Regions from separate parts of the Triticum aestivum genome. Here region 1 is linked to region 2. The links are chromatin contacts, called in public Hi-C maps. All regions are on one chromosome and are shown on one strand. The core of a region is the stretch at or near the end of the contact, and the rest is flanking DNA. Distances in the headings are between cores, read along the strand shown.

Evidence for each region. A called contact is a pair of places that touch in the nucleus more often than the background predicts.
Region 1: a contact with region 2 is called in a Hi-C map of leaf, with 7 times the contacts expected there. The contact joins the enhancer-like site here to the promoter of LOC123111848 in region 2. A contact is called at or near these places in 2 of 5 Hi-C or Micro-C datasets (both in leaf).

Annotation. Positions count from the first base shown.
Region 1 is chr5B:359,299,139-359,305,165 of IWGSC CS RefSeq v2.1, reverse strand. LOC123111850 (a long non-coding RNA gene) reads right to left here. Exons shown (of 10, transcript XR_006454808.1): 5 at 6,006-6,027; 6 at 5,726-5,812; 7 at 5,576-5,651; 8 at 4,724-5,392; 9 at 4,533-4,608; 10 at 4,172-4,439. Among protein-coding and RNA genes, the nearest start is that of LOC123111850, 6.4 kb to the right of the region's middle. Within about 2 kb of position 3,500, at least 6 of the 8 cell types and tissues checked have an H3K27ac peak or open chromatin away from gene starts, as enhancers often do. A contact at or near this core is called in leaf, where this site is marked.
Region 2 is chr5B:358,801,496-358,807,391 of IWGSC CS RefSeq v2.1, reverse strand. It overlaps LOC123111848 (potassium transporter 23), which reads left to right and starts at 1,288. Exons shown (of 9, transcript XM_044532725.1): 1 at 1,288-1,725; 2 at 2,081-2,309; 3 at 2,417-2,665; 4 at 2,786-2,836; 5 at 3,078-3,338; 6 at 3,766-3,818; 7 at 3,940-4,054; 8 at 4,181-4,435; 9 at 4,692-5,896. The coding sequence starts at 1,399. The coding sequence ends at 5,746.

The sequences.
Region 1 (6,027 bases), core at 2,251-4,750, 500 kb before region 2:
CTTCATCAGCTCCTTGAGGTTGCCACAATGCACAACCTACTTCACAAGATTCAAGGGCGTGGAGCTACTGTTCGTACCTCTCTCTATGCGGACGATGCGGCGATCTTCATCTCCCCAACACGAGAAGACGTTGACAACCTTGCGGCCATCCTTAGTGCCTTCGGCGAGGTCACCGGTTTGTCCACCAACTTCCAGAAGAGCTCCGTTGTCGCAATTCGTTGTGGCCACCTCAACCTCGACGACATCCTTCAGAGCCTGCCCGCCTCGCGGACGTCTTTCCCTTTGAAGTACCTAGGCCTCCCTCTATCCATTTGGCGGTTGAAAAGGGTGGACTTCCAGCACCTTGAGGACAAGGTCGCCGCCAAGCTTCCTCCATGGCAAGGGAGAAACATCACCACGATCGGTCGGGCGGCCTTGGTCAAATCGGTCCTCACTTCGCAAGTCGTCTACCACATCACCGCCCTCAACGTCCCTCCCGGTGTGTTGCACAACGTTAATAGAATCGAGCGTGCTTTTCTTTGGTCAGCTCAGAATACAACTACAGGCGCAAAATGCAAGATCAATTGGGAGACAGTCTGCCGGCCAACGCATCTCGGCGGGCTTGGGGTCCTACACTTGGGGAAATTTGCAAGGGCTCTCAGACTAAGATGGCCGTGGGTGGAATGGAAGGACCCATCGAGACTGTGGGTGGGCTTAGGAAACCCGTGCTCGGAGGTGGATATGGACCTCTTCTACGCCGCCACAGTCATTACCATGGGGAATGGGGGGAAGACACCCTTCTGGGAAGCGCCGTGGCTGAGGGGGAAAAAACCGAAGGATATCGCCCCCCTAATCTTTGCAGCTTCCAAGCGGAAGAAGTGGGTGGTGAGGGATGCCTTGCAAAACAATGCCTGGGTGCACAAGATCAACCCTTCCATTAACCTCTCGATCAACCACATGGTGGAGTTTGTGGACCTTTGGATTCAACTTGAGCAGTTTCAACTTTTACCTGACATTGATGATGATATCTCCTGGAAATTTGAGGCGAATGGTGAGTACTCAGCGGCCTCCGCATACAGGATCCAATTCCTGGGCTCCATGACGACCACCATGAACAAGACTATTTGGAAGGTTTGGGCACCTCCCAAGGTCAAGTTCTTCTCCTGGTTGGCGATTCAAAATAGGATCTGGACAGCGGATAGATTGGAGAAGCGAGGTTGGGAGAATTGCGGTCTATGCACCCTGTGTAGAAGGGAAAACGAGACAGCCGCGCACCTCTTCTTTCGGTGCAGGTTCACACTGCGTGTATGGAGATTGACAAAGGAGTGGCTTGGACTAGGGGCACTGGAGACCCAACAATGGTCGGCGGAGCACAACGTCAAGTCTTGGTGGACGAACATGTAGAAGCCCAACACGGCGAACCGGAAGGCCATGGCTTCCCTGACTATGCTTGTTGGTTGGGTCATTTGGAACGAGAGAAACACTAGAGTTTTCAGGAAGAAATCAACGCCGCCCTTCTACATTCTAAAACTTATCCAAGATGAAGCGAAGCTTTGGGTCACGGCGGGAGCTAGACATCTGAGTATCATCATGCCGCGAGAGTAGCTACTGCTTTCTTTTGTTGTCGGACGGGCTATGATGTGAAGCCATTAATCATGTACTCTAAAACTCTTCTCCTTTATTAATGAATGAGGCAAATCTTTTGCCTCTGTTTCAAAAAAAAAAAAAAAAAAAAAGATAAGAAGAAGAAAAAGGAGTCTTGTCGTATATTGTAGTAGTATATAGGTACCTTCTCTCCTCTCCTGTGTACTTAACCGATCCATCCACATGCACATCCACATCAGGGCCTGACGGAAGTGTGAGGAGGCTGCAGCCCATACAACGAAAAACAACAGATGGGCTGCCAGCGGGACAACACATGGGCCGCGCCACCCCGTCGGGCGAAGTCTCCACCTGGACACACGAATCGTGGAGCGTTTCGATCTGACGGCCACAAAAACGAATGAGACCAAAGAAAAAAACATTCGAATGAGTTTTAGCAAATCCCATAAATTTACGCACATTTTATTTTGACCTCATAAATTTTTAAAAAGTCATATCTTTTAAACCACACGTCGGAATTCAGATCCGTTTTCACCATTGGATTCATCGTGACGAGATCTTCGAAACTAAACCCGCATGGGTATGTTTCGATGAGTTTTTTTATGCCAACTTTGGTGCTATATGGTACAACTAAAGTATTGCATTGTGCAACTTTAGTACTACATGGTGCAAATTTTTTTAAAACCAACTTTGATAGTCTAGTTGTACATACATTGATGTTTAGTTGCCAGAAAGACTAGTTGCACACACATATGCTCAGTTGGCTTGTAATTTAGTCTAGTTGCACACATATTGATGTTTAGTTGGCAGGACACTAGTTGCACACATATATGTGCAATTGACGCGGCAAGGTAGTCTAGTTCTACACACATTGATATTTAGTTGGCAGGACTAGTTACACACATATACTCAATTGGCGCGGTAATGTAGTCTAGTTGCGCACATATTGATGTTTAGTTGGCAGGACTATTAGCACACATATATGTTTAGTTGGCGCGGCAATGTAGTCTAGTTACACACACATTGATATTTAGTTGGCAGAAGAACTATTGACACACACATATGCTCAGTTGGCGCGGCATGTAGTCTAGTTACACATATATTGTTGTTTAGTTGACAGTAAGACTATTTCATCAAAATATCTTCATGTGGGATCTACTTTTGAAGAGCACGTCGCGAGGGTTTCAACGATGAAAACGGATCTGAATTTTGATACGCTATTGAAAGTTATGCATTTTTAAAATTTTAAAATTACAAAATAAATGTGAACAAACACATGCACATGCATATACATGCACAAGAGAAGATGTATATGCTGAAATTTAATACGTAGCATGAAAAGGGACTACTTGATGACTATTCTAATTAGAAGGGGAGACAAGAAATTACCTGAAGTGGCAGACCGCTCGCTAAACATCCCAGACGGTCATGCGCTGGCTACACGTGTCCAACAATAATCCTGGTGGTTTTTTTAGGGATATAATCCTGGTGGGTTAGTACATCTGACATCTCATGTGGGCGGCAGTCCACTTGAGCTAGTAGGCCTAAGAACAAGATCCAGTCCTATGGACCAATATGGGCTTCCGAAGCTGACAGACAGGTCCCAAAGTCATGGGGACAACACCACTAACCAAAGCGGGTGATTCTCGAAAAAAGAAAAAACCAAACGGGTCACTTTAAAATAACCTAACCAAATGGAATCTTGAAAGGGAAACGCTAGTTTTAAACCGGTTGATTTTCTGTCCGCTTAAGTCGCCTCCTTCTGCTACCACGTGTCCATGTGGGACCACACTGCTTAGCCTTTCGTTCCTTATCCTCTCGGTTGAATCCATCCCATCTTCTCCTCGCGACAGATCCCCTCCGCTAGCTCCTCTCCCTCTCTTTTATCCCCCACCCAAGCCGAAAGTGCCTATCTGAGCCCGAGCTCAGATGCACTGGTTATGTACAACGTCCTTTCTCCTCATGATTCGCACTCCCCCCTGTATATGGCTGTGTATCGCAAATTGTATATGGAAGCATATTCTCAACCATGGCCCACTCAGCCAACCCAATTAATGTGACGTGCGCTGTCTAACCGGAGTCGGCTCATAAGGCTCCTAACGATATGAGCCACGGCTCATACCTCGTCCACCAACGGAGTCCGTCTACACCACTTTAATTAATGTTCTGCGTGACCCCACCAACCAACCTTCTACATCAAGATTCAGCCCTAGTCGCGCGCTGCCTCATACTTCCTCCACACCAGTAGTCAGATCGCGCCGCGCCACACCATTTTTCTTCTTCCCACCCTGATCAGGTACTGCCCAGATTTTTTAAGTCCACATCAGTAAAGATCTCAGTCCCCGCCAGCTGCAACAAATTCTTTCTTGATTTCGATTCTTTGTTGTGCATCAGTGCAGAAAATGTATTGTCAATTTGGGTGAGATACATCTTTCAGCTGTTGGCCATGACGTTTAGTACATGATGTACTTGCTGATGTCCTCTTTTGATTCGGAGGCATATCACTGAAGATGGATCAAAACTGGACCCCTCGAAAGGAGTACTAGGATGATGAAATTATGAAAGCAGGTGGGGTCGAGCAAGACAGACATCCATGGAAATAACTTAAGATTGACAAGGTTGAGGGTACATAACAGTGACAAGGTTGAAGGTACATAATGCAAACTAACAAACTAGATATTATGGGAATCGCAGTGGCTAGTGATACGGTGGTTCAGGCATAATCTGGCTTGCTAAGCGTCGTATGCAGAATCGGATGGTGCCAAGACTAGATAGTGCATCATGGGAGACTGTGGAGAATTCCCATGGAGCTTCATGCACTCGTGCAGTGTATCCATCTTGGTTTTGGAGACATTATGCTGTGCAAGCATGCATACGGGGTGTCAAAAAAAGGGTTGAACTGGTTTACACAAAGATAAAACTGAATTGTGCTATCGAGGCCACAAACTGACCTTCGCGAGCAGCAACTTCAACTTGCCCCCGTCAAAGTGTCGGGCTATATGGATGACACAGGCCCCAGATTCATCCCTGCATAATGAGTGGCATAATGTTGTTTCAGGTTTTGTATGCATGCTAAAAAAATTGCCGTACACTAACTGGGACCAAGAGAGGTACCCAGAGAATTTGTGCATGCTCTCTTCACCTTTGACCTGCATTAACCAGTTATGGTTTTGTTTGGACAACAGTTCTTCATCCCAGTACCATGCCCAGAAGGCTGGGTAATCATTGTATGGGGCATGGTAACGAAAGCGATCAATTTTTTCGACCCTTTGGTACAGCACAAATGCATTCCAGCACCATGGCAAGGCGCGGGATATGGCCATTGCACGGAAGCACCAGACTGCTTTGTTCAAATGCTTCAATGAATATTATGATGGTTGACCAATGAGCAAGGATGATTGGGGGCTCAAGTTCCCACCTCTGTCTGACACCAATTTCTCTGGGTACCTCTCCTGGTCCCAATTAGTGTACGCCAATTTTTTTGGCAAGGGCTCATCAATGCTGTGACATGTCAAGAATGTGCTCCTCAATTCACTACTGACTTCCCTGTTAGTTCTAGTGAATTGTTTCTTATTCGTAGAGACAAGTTGATGCGTGTGCTGACAGACGAATCGGAGGACCTCATAATTTCCATCATCTCTTCTCCTCAAGCTAATCATGGCCTCACAACCACAACTAGTTAGCTTTACTTTCTTCCTCGACTTCTTCACATGATCGTTCAATACAGTTTTCTCCTCCCTCCATCCTTTCCATGCACAAGTAAAACGCTTCCATACTGGTATTACCATCACTCCCCTTAGGCTGTGTAAATCTGCGAACCGAAAACCCAACCACATGAGCATAACGTGTGTAGAAACACCTCACCATCCTCCCATTTATAAAAGAACATGCCAGTTATGGGCTGTAAGCTTTCAGGACACTCAGGTTCATATGTTGAACCCTGGATCATTAAGTAAAATTTGTACTTCTATACTGAACATTGAATAATACTTACATGGATTGGCATGCTACTTCTCTTCCTTGGTGTACTGTAACTATCTATACTGCCGGAAACCAACTCCTTTGCATCCCTTCAAAGAAGGAAAAATAAATACATGATATGATACAACGACACAAAATTATTTAATTCATACAAACTGTATACCGTGAAACTGCTATTGGCATCATCTTCCAGCGCAACTGTAGCAGTAGATTCTACGCTCTGACCAATGCTCTCCATCTCCAGCATGGACTGATTGTTGCAAATGAAATATGAAAATAAATATCTAGACATCAGCCAGTAACACTGCTGGAACATGCAAATAACATAGGCTTAACTAAGCTGGCAATTAGCTATAACAAGCATCTGAAACTACATGCGGCCGTAGCATATAAATTTGAAATGGCAAGAACTTGGACAGCAGTACAACACTACTGGCACGTACATAAGCAACAAAGTAGCAGTGG
Region 2 (5,896 bases), core at 39-2,538:
GCACTGTAGCGTGTAAGTGTAACCCATGTTGTCTTTACCGACCACTTTGGTGAGTCTAAACAAGAACAAAAAGAAAAACTGATCTCCTTGCTTGGCATGAAAGAAACAAAGTTACTACAGTAAAAAAAAGAGTTCACTGGAAAAACATATGTGGGAGGGCCGGAGGGGACACGTACCACTGAAAATTACTATAGCAAGTACACAAAGGGTTCAGTTAGACTGGTCACAATGGGGAGGAACTTAGGCTGGTCATAGTGGAAAGTAACTTAGAGTAGTAACATGCATACGTTACTACTTTATGTTACTACCCTTAGGGCCTGTTTGGTTTCAATAAGTCACCTGACTTATAAGTCAGGTGACTTAAAACCAATGACTTATAAGTCATGCATGTTTGGTTGTCACTTGACTTATAAGTCACCTGAGCACACCTTCCCACTTTATTTTTTTCGGTAAAGGTGGTGGGACCCATGCAAAAGGGGATAACTTATAAGTTTTAAGTTGGGGTGGAGCAACTTATGACTTATAAGTTGGGGTGACTTATAAGTTAGGTCTGTTTGGCAAAATAAGTCAATTTTTGCACTTTTCGACTTATAAGTTGGTGACTTATTTGGAACCAAACAGGGCCTTATAATGGGAAGTGTCATATGTGGAGTAACATACACATGATCATTTATTGTCTTGTAGACTCATTTTGCATTGGAAAGCGTTATGTGATGGTAACATATTAGGTTACTCTATTTGCCTCTCTCCTCATTAACTACTTGTCACATCAACATTTTTGATTATGTGGCATCTATGTTACTACCCATGTTACTCCCACTATGACCAGCCTTAGGAGTAACATCACACACTCCAATACAACTTTGCTTATGTGGCACATATTTAATGAAGAGAGAGGTGCTTGTGGTAACTAGCTAAGTTACCGAAACATCACACACTTCAAGAAACAATGAGTCTATAACCTAATAAATACATCGTTGCATGACACTACATAGATGTTCCTACCCACTATGAAGGTAGAAACATAGTCTAGAGAAGTGTGTAAGTTACTAGTTTATGTTCTTGTCCATTGTGACCAGACTTACGAATATGTGGGAGGCTGGACGTGTAGAGACAAATTGCATGCAATTTCACCAACAGACAGCTCAACTGGCCGCCAAAAGCCAAACGTGATCATCTCATCGGATCACTTAAACAAATCGCAATAATTCCACACGAAATCCTAGCCGTACGCTGCCCCCGCATCATTGCTACGGTCCCGAATCCCGATTAAGAAAACCCGAAACCCGAAGAAAGCCCAACACGAAGCGCCACGCCACACCACACCTCGCCGCAGCCTCGCTCAGGACCAGCCCGCGCTCTCCTCGGATCCGAGCCGCCGCGCCAGAGGGGACGGAAATGGACGACGGCGGGATCCAGGAGGAGGAGCAGCCGCCGTCGGCGCGGCCGCTCAGGCCGAAGCGATCGGGGGGCAGCTCGCGGTGGGTGGACGCCAGCGAGGTCGACTCGTCCGAGTCCGCGCACTGGTCGCTCGAGGACGAGCGGGAGCCCTGGGCCCTCTCGGCCGCCGACGAGGCCGAGGTCCTGTGCGCCACAGGAGGGGCCCTGCTCTCGCGGAGGAGCTCCTCCGCGTTTCGCCGGAGGCTGGGGAAGCGGCCCAAGAGGGTGGACTCCCTCGACGTCGAGTCCATGAACGTGCGCGGCGCGCATGGCCACAGCGCCCAGGTTCGTCACCCTGATGATCCGCTGATTTTGGGACGGTTTGATTGGCGTTGGCGGCTTAGCGTAGCGAGTTGGAATTGTTTCAGTATAAAACAACGCGACCTTTGACCATTTCTCAATAGGCGAAAGCATCATTGGATACACGGATCGATCGCCCGAGGTTTACCGAGGTTGTAGTCCTGACGAGCCTGTGCTTTTGCTGCCATTTTGGTTGGGCATTTCATATATCAACTAGTATCTGCGTGCCTGACTCTGAAAACACGCGTGCCCTTTTTTTTCTTTGATGAGTCGGATATTTTTCTACCACATGTAGCAATGGAAGCGATGCTTAACCCCTCTTGGCTGCACCTTGCACCAGGATATATCGTTGATGGGCACCGTCGCGATGGCATTTCAAACCCTCGGAGTTGTTTATGGTGACATGGGTACGAGCCCTCTATATGTCTTCAGCGATGTGTTCAGCAAGGTCCCCATCAAGTCAGAGGTGGAGATCCTTGGAGCGCTTTCGCTGGTCATGTACACGATAGCGTTGATTCCTTTTGCGAAATACGTATTTATAGTCCTGAAAGCCAATGACAATGGCGAAGGTAAGATGCAAAACTGGTCCTGTAAATAATGCTTGTAGACCATCAGTTGTGTACGCTCCTGTCCAGATTGGTTTGGCTTACCGACTGAATCATCTCATGGTTTGCAGGGGGCACGTTTGCATTATATTCGTTGATTTGCAGGTATGCAAAAGTCAGCCTGTTGCCGAATCAGCAGCGTGTGGATGAAAATATTTCTAGTTTTAGGCTCAAGTTACCTACTCCTGAGCTTGAACGTGCTCTGCTTGTCAAAGACTACCTAGAAAAGAAGCCACTCTACAAAAATATTCTCCTGTTCTTGGTTCTGATGGGGACTTCCATGGTGATTGGAGATGGCATCCTCACTCCGTCAATGTCAGGTGCTTCATGTCCACACTCTTTTGTCCTTATTTCTTCTACCAACACAGATTCTGAAATGGCTATTCACCTCGAAAATGCATCGTCCCTGACCCTCGTCTCTTGTTTTCTGTTATGTTCAGTTATGTCTGCTGTCAGTGGTCTCCAGGGTCAAGTTGCTGGATTTGATGCAGGTTTGGTACTCCCTCCGTAAACTAATATAAGAGCGTTTAGATCACTATTTTAGTGATCTAAACGCTCTTATATTAGTTTACGGAGGGAGTATTTGTTATGCCCTTCATGAATATTGCAACTGTCTGCTTATGTCCTGTCATTATATCACCGCCGACATATTAAACCATCTTTTCATACAATCCTACTTTCCAAAGCCACAAGAACATAAGTATCTCCTTGCTTCATCTTTTTTTTTTGCAGATGCTGTTGTAATTGTTTCAATCCTAGTTCTTCTGCTATTATTCAGTGTCCAGAGCTTTGGAACTGGCAAAGTTGGAATCATGTTCGCTCCCGTTTTGGCTTTGTGGTTTCTTAATTTGGGCTCCATTGGAATATACAACATAATTAAGTATGACACGTCAGTCGTGAGAGCACTCAATCCAATGTACATCTATTATTTTTTCAAGATGAACGGCATAAAGGCATGGTCAGCTCTCGGTGGTTGTGTCTTGTGCATCACAGGTACCTCTTACTCCAGCATTGTCTGGTTTCTTAATTTAGTTTTTTTTCCTCGTATCCTTTAAAATAGCCAGCGCCAATATTACAGAATTTACAGTCACACTGTGTCTTGTGATGTTTTTGGCATTCCTATATTCAGCAGTACCAAGACAGTTACATAGAAACTATAAGAATATTAAAAGGGATGAAAATTATCCTCTTCTGCCTGTCCCCATACTGTAGCATTCTGGATGTCATGATATTATCTGACATAATTTGGATGGCAGTGCTTCACTTGTTTCACTACTAACAAATGTAACTCGAAATTTATGCTGAGTGAATCATAAGGGCTGATTGGTCATCGATTTTACCAGTCATAAATCCTACAACTGAAAGTTATTCTGCTGCATACGGCCAAGAGCCCAAGACTCATTTCTTGTTGCAATTGTAGGAGCTGAAGCAATGTTTGCTGATCTGGGCCATTTCACTGTCAAATCAATACAAGTTAAGACATTGACTAGTTAACTGAGATACACCTTTTCCTGATTTTACTGTGTGATTGATTTGAAATTTGTGAATCACTTTTTATCAGAGCTAAGTTGACATTTCCTTTTGTTTGTTCCAGCTAGCATTTACTGCTGTGGTATTCCCTTGCCTGCTTATTGCGTACATGGGCCAAGCTGCATATTTGATGAAGCATCCACTTGATGTAGAAAGGGTATTTTATGATTCTGTACCAGGTAAGCTGCTCGGGTTCGGATGGCATAGATATATCAGACTGTCTAGGACTCTAGGTTATTATCACTGTAAATAATTATCCATGTGATGTTCCCTCATTAAGTATTTTTGTTTTATTTGCAAAGCAGAAGTTCTGTTCTGGCCAGTATTTGTGATTGCTACACTTGCTGCTATGATTGCCAGCCAAGCTATGATATCTGCAACCTTCTCTTGCATAAAGCAGGCTATGGCTCTTGGTTGCTTTCCTAGGATCAAAATAATCCATACCTCCAAGAAAGTCATGGGTCAGATTTACATACCTGTGATGAATTGGTTTCTCATGATCATGTGCATCATCATCGTGGCCACTTTCAGGAGTACGAACGATATTGCCAATGCATATGGTCAGTGTTTTTGTTTTTAAGGAATTTACAACAATATCCTTCTTGTTTTAGCATCTAGAATACGTATCTTTGATAAACTATTGTGGCAATAATGTTCAGCTTTTTGGCATGGCTATAAGATATTATGTTGCATAACAATCAACTGATGGCCAGTTACTGCTCCATTTCATGATGAACACTGCATATGATATTATTTATCTTCAGCAAAGCAACTATCTGATTTGTTTCTCACACGATTCTCTAAAAAAAATTCCAGGCATTGCTGAAGTTGGAGTCATGATGGTCAGCACTGCACTGGTAACCTTGGTGATGCTTCTTATATGGCAAACCAATCTGTACCTTGTTCTGTGCTTCCCTATATTTTTTGGTGCAATGGAGTTCATTTACTTAACTGCTGTCATGTCAAAGCTGCTAGAAGGAGGATGGTTACCACTTGCTTTCTCATCATTGTTTCTTTGCATAATGTATACATGGAACTATGGAAGCGTGTTGAAATACCAGAGTGAGATGCGTGGGAAGATATCCCTGGACTTTATTCTCGACCTGGGATCGACACTTGGCACAGTAAGAGTTCCAGGTATTGGACTTGTGTACAATGAGCTGGTCCAGGGAATCCCATCGATCTTTGGTCATCTGTTGATCACACTGCCAGCAATGCACTCCACGATCGTTTTTGTTTGCATCAAATATGTTCCTGTCCCATATGTGCCGCTTGAAGAAAGGTTCTTGTTCAGAAGGGTTGGCCAGAAGGACTACCACATGTTCCGTTGTGTCGCACGTTATGGCTACAAGGATGTCAGGAAAGAGGACCATGGCTCATTTGAGCATCTCTTGGTTGAAAGCCTAGAGAAATTTCTGAGGAGGGAGGCCCAGGAACTCGCGCTCGAGGTGAGCACAATGGAGGCAGAGCGTGATGATGTGTCTGAAGTGTCCGAGATAGTTCCATCATCTCCTGCTACTGCTGCTGAGGATCTGCACACTCCACTGCTTTCTGATCAGAGACCGGGTGATGACAGCCGAATGTTGGGCATGGAAGGCAGCGTTCCTTTGCCCCCCTCTAGCTCCATGTCCGCGGAAGAAGACCCCAGCTTAGAGTACGAGCTCGCGGCACTGAGGGACGCCATGGCATCTGGGTTCACATATCTCTTAGCACATGGTGATGTGAGGGCGAGGAAGCAATCATTCTTCACAAAGAAGTTCATCATCAACTATTTCTACGCTTTCCTGAGGAGGAACTGCAGGGGTGGCACTGCAACCTTGAAGATGCCTCACTCGAACATCATGCGTGTGGGGATGACGTACATGGTCTGATCGGTGCTCTGCTGCGCCTGTGCTGCAAAACTGAACCTTGTTCTTGCCCCTCGTCTTGGGTAGTTTAGGGATTTGTACCGCCGCAGTGAACAAAGTCACTGCAGCTTCTGGCCAACTGCCCAAAATTTTAGTTGCAGCATTGGCCTTGTG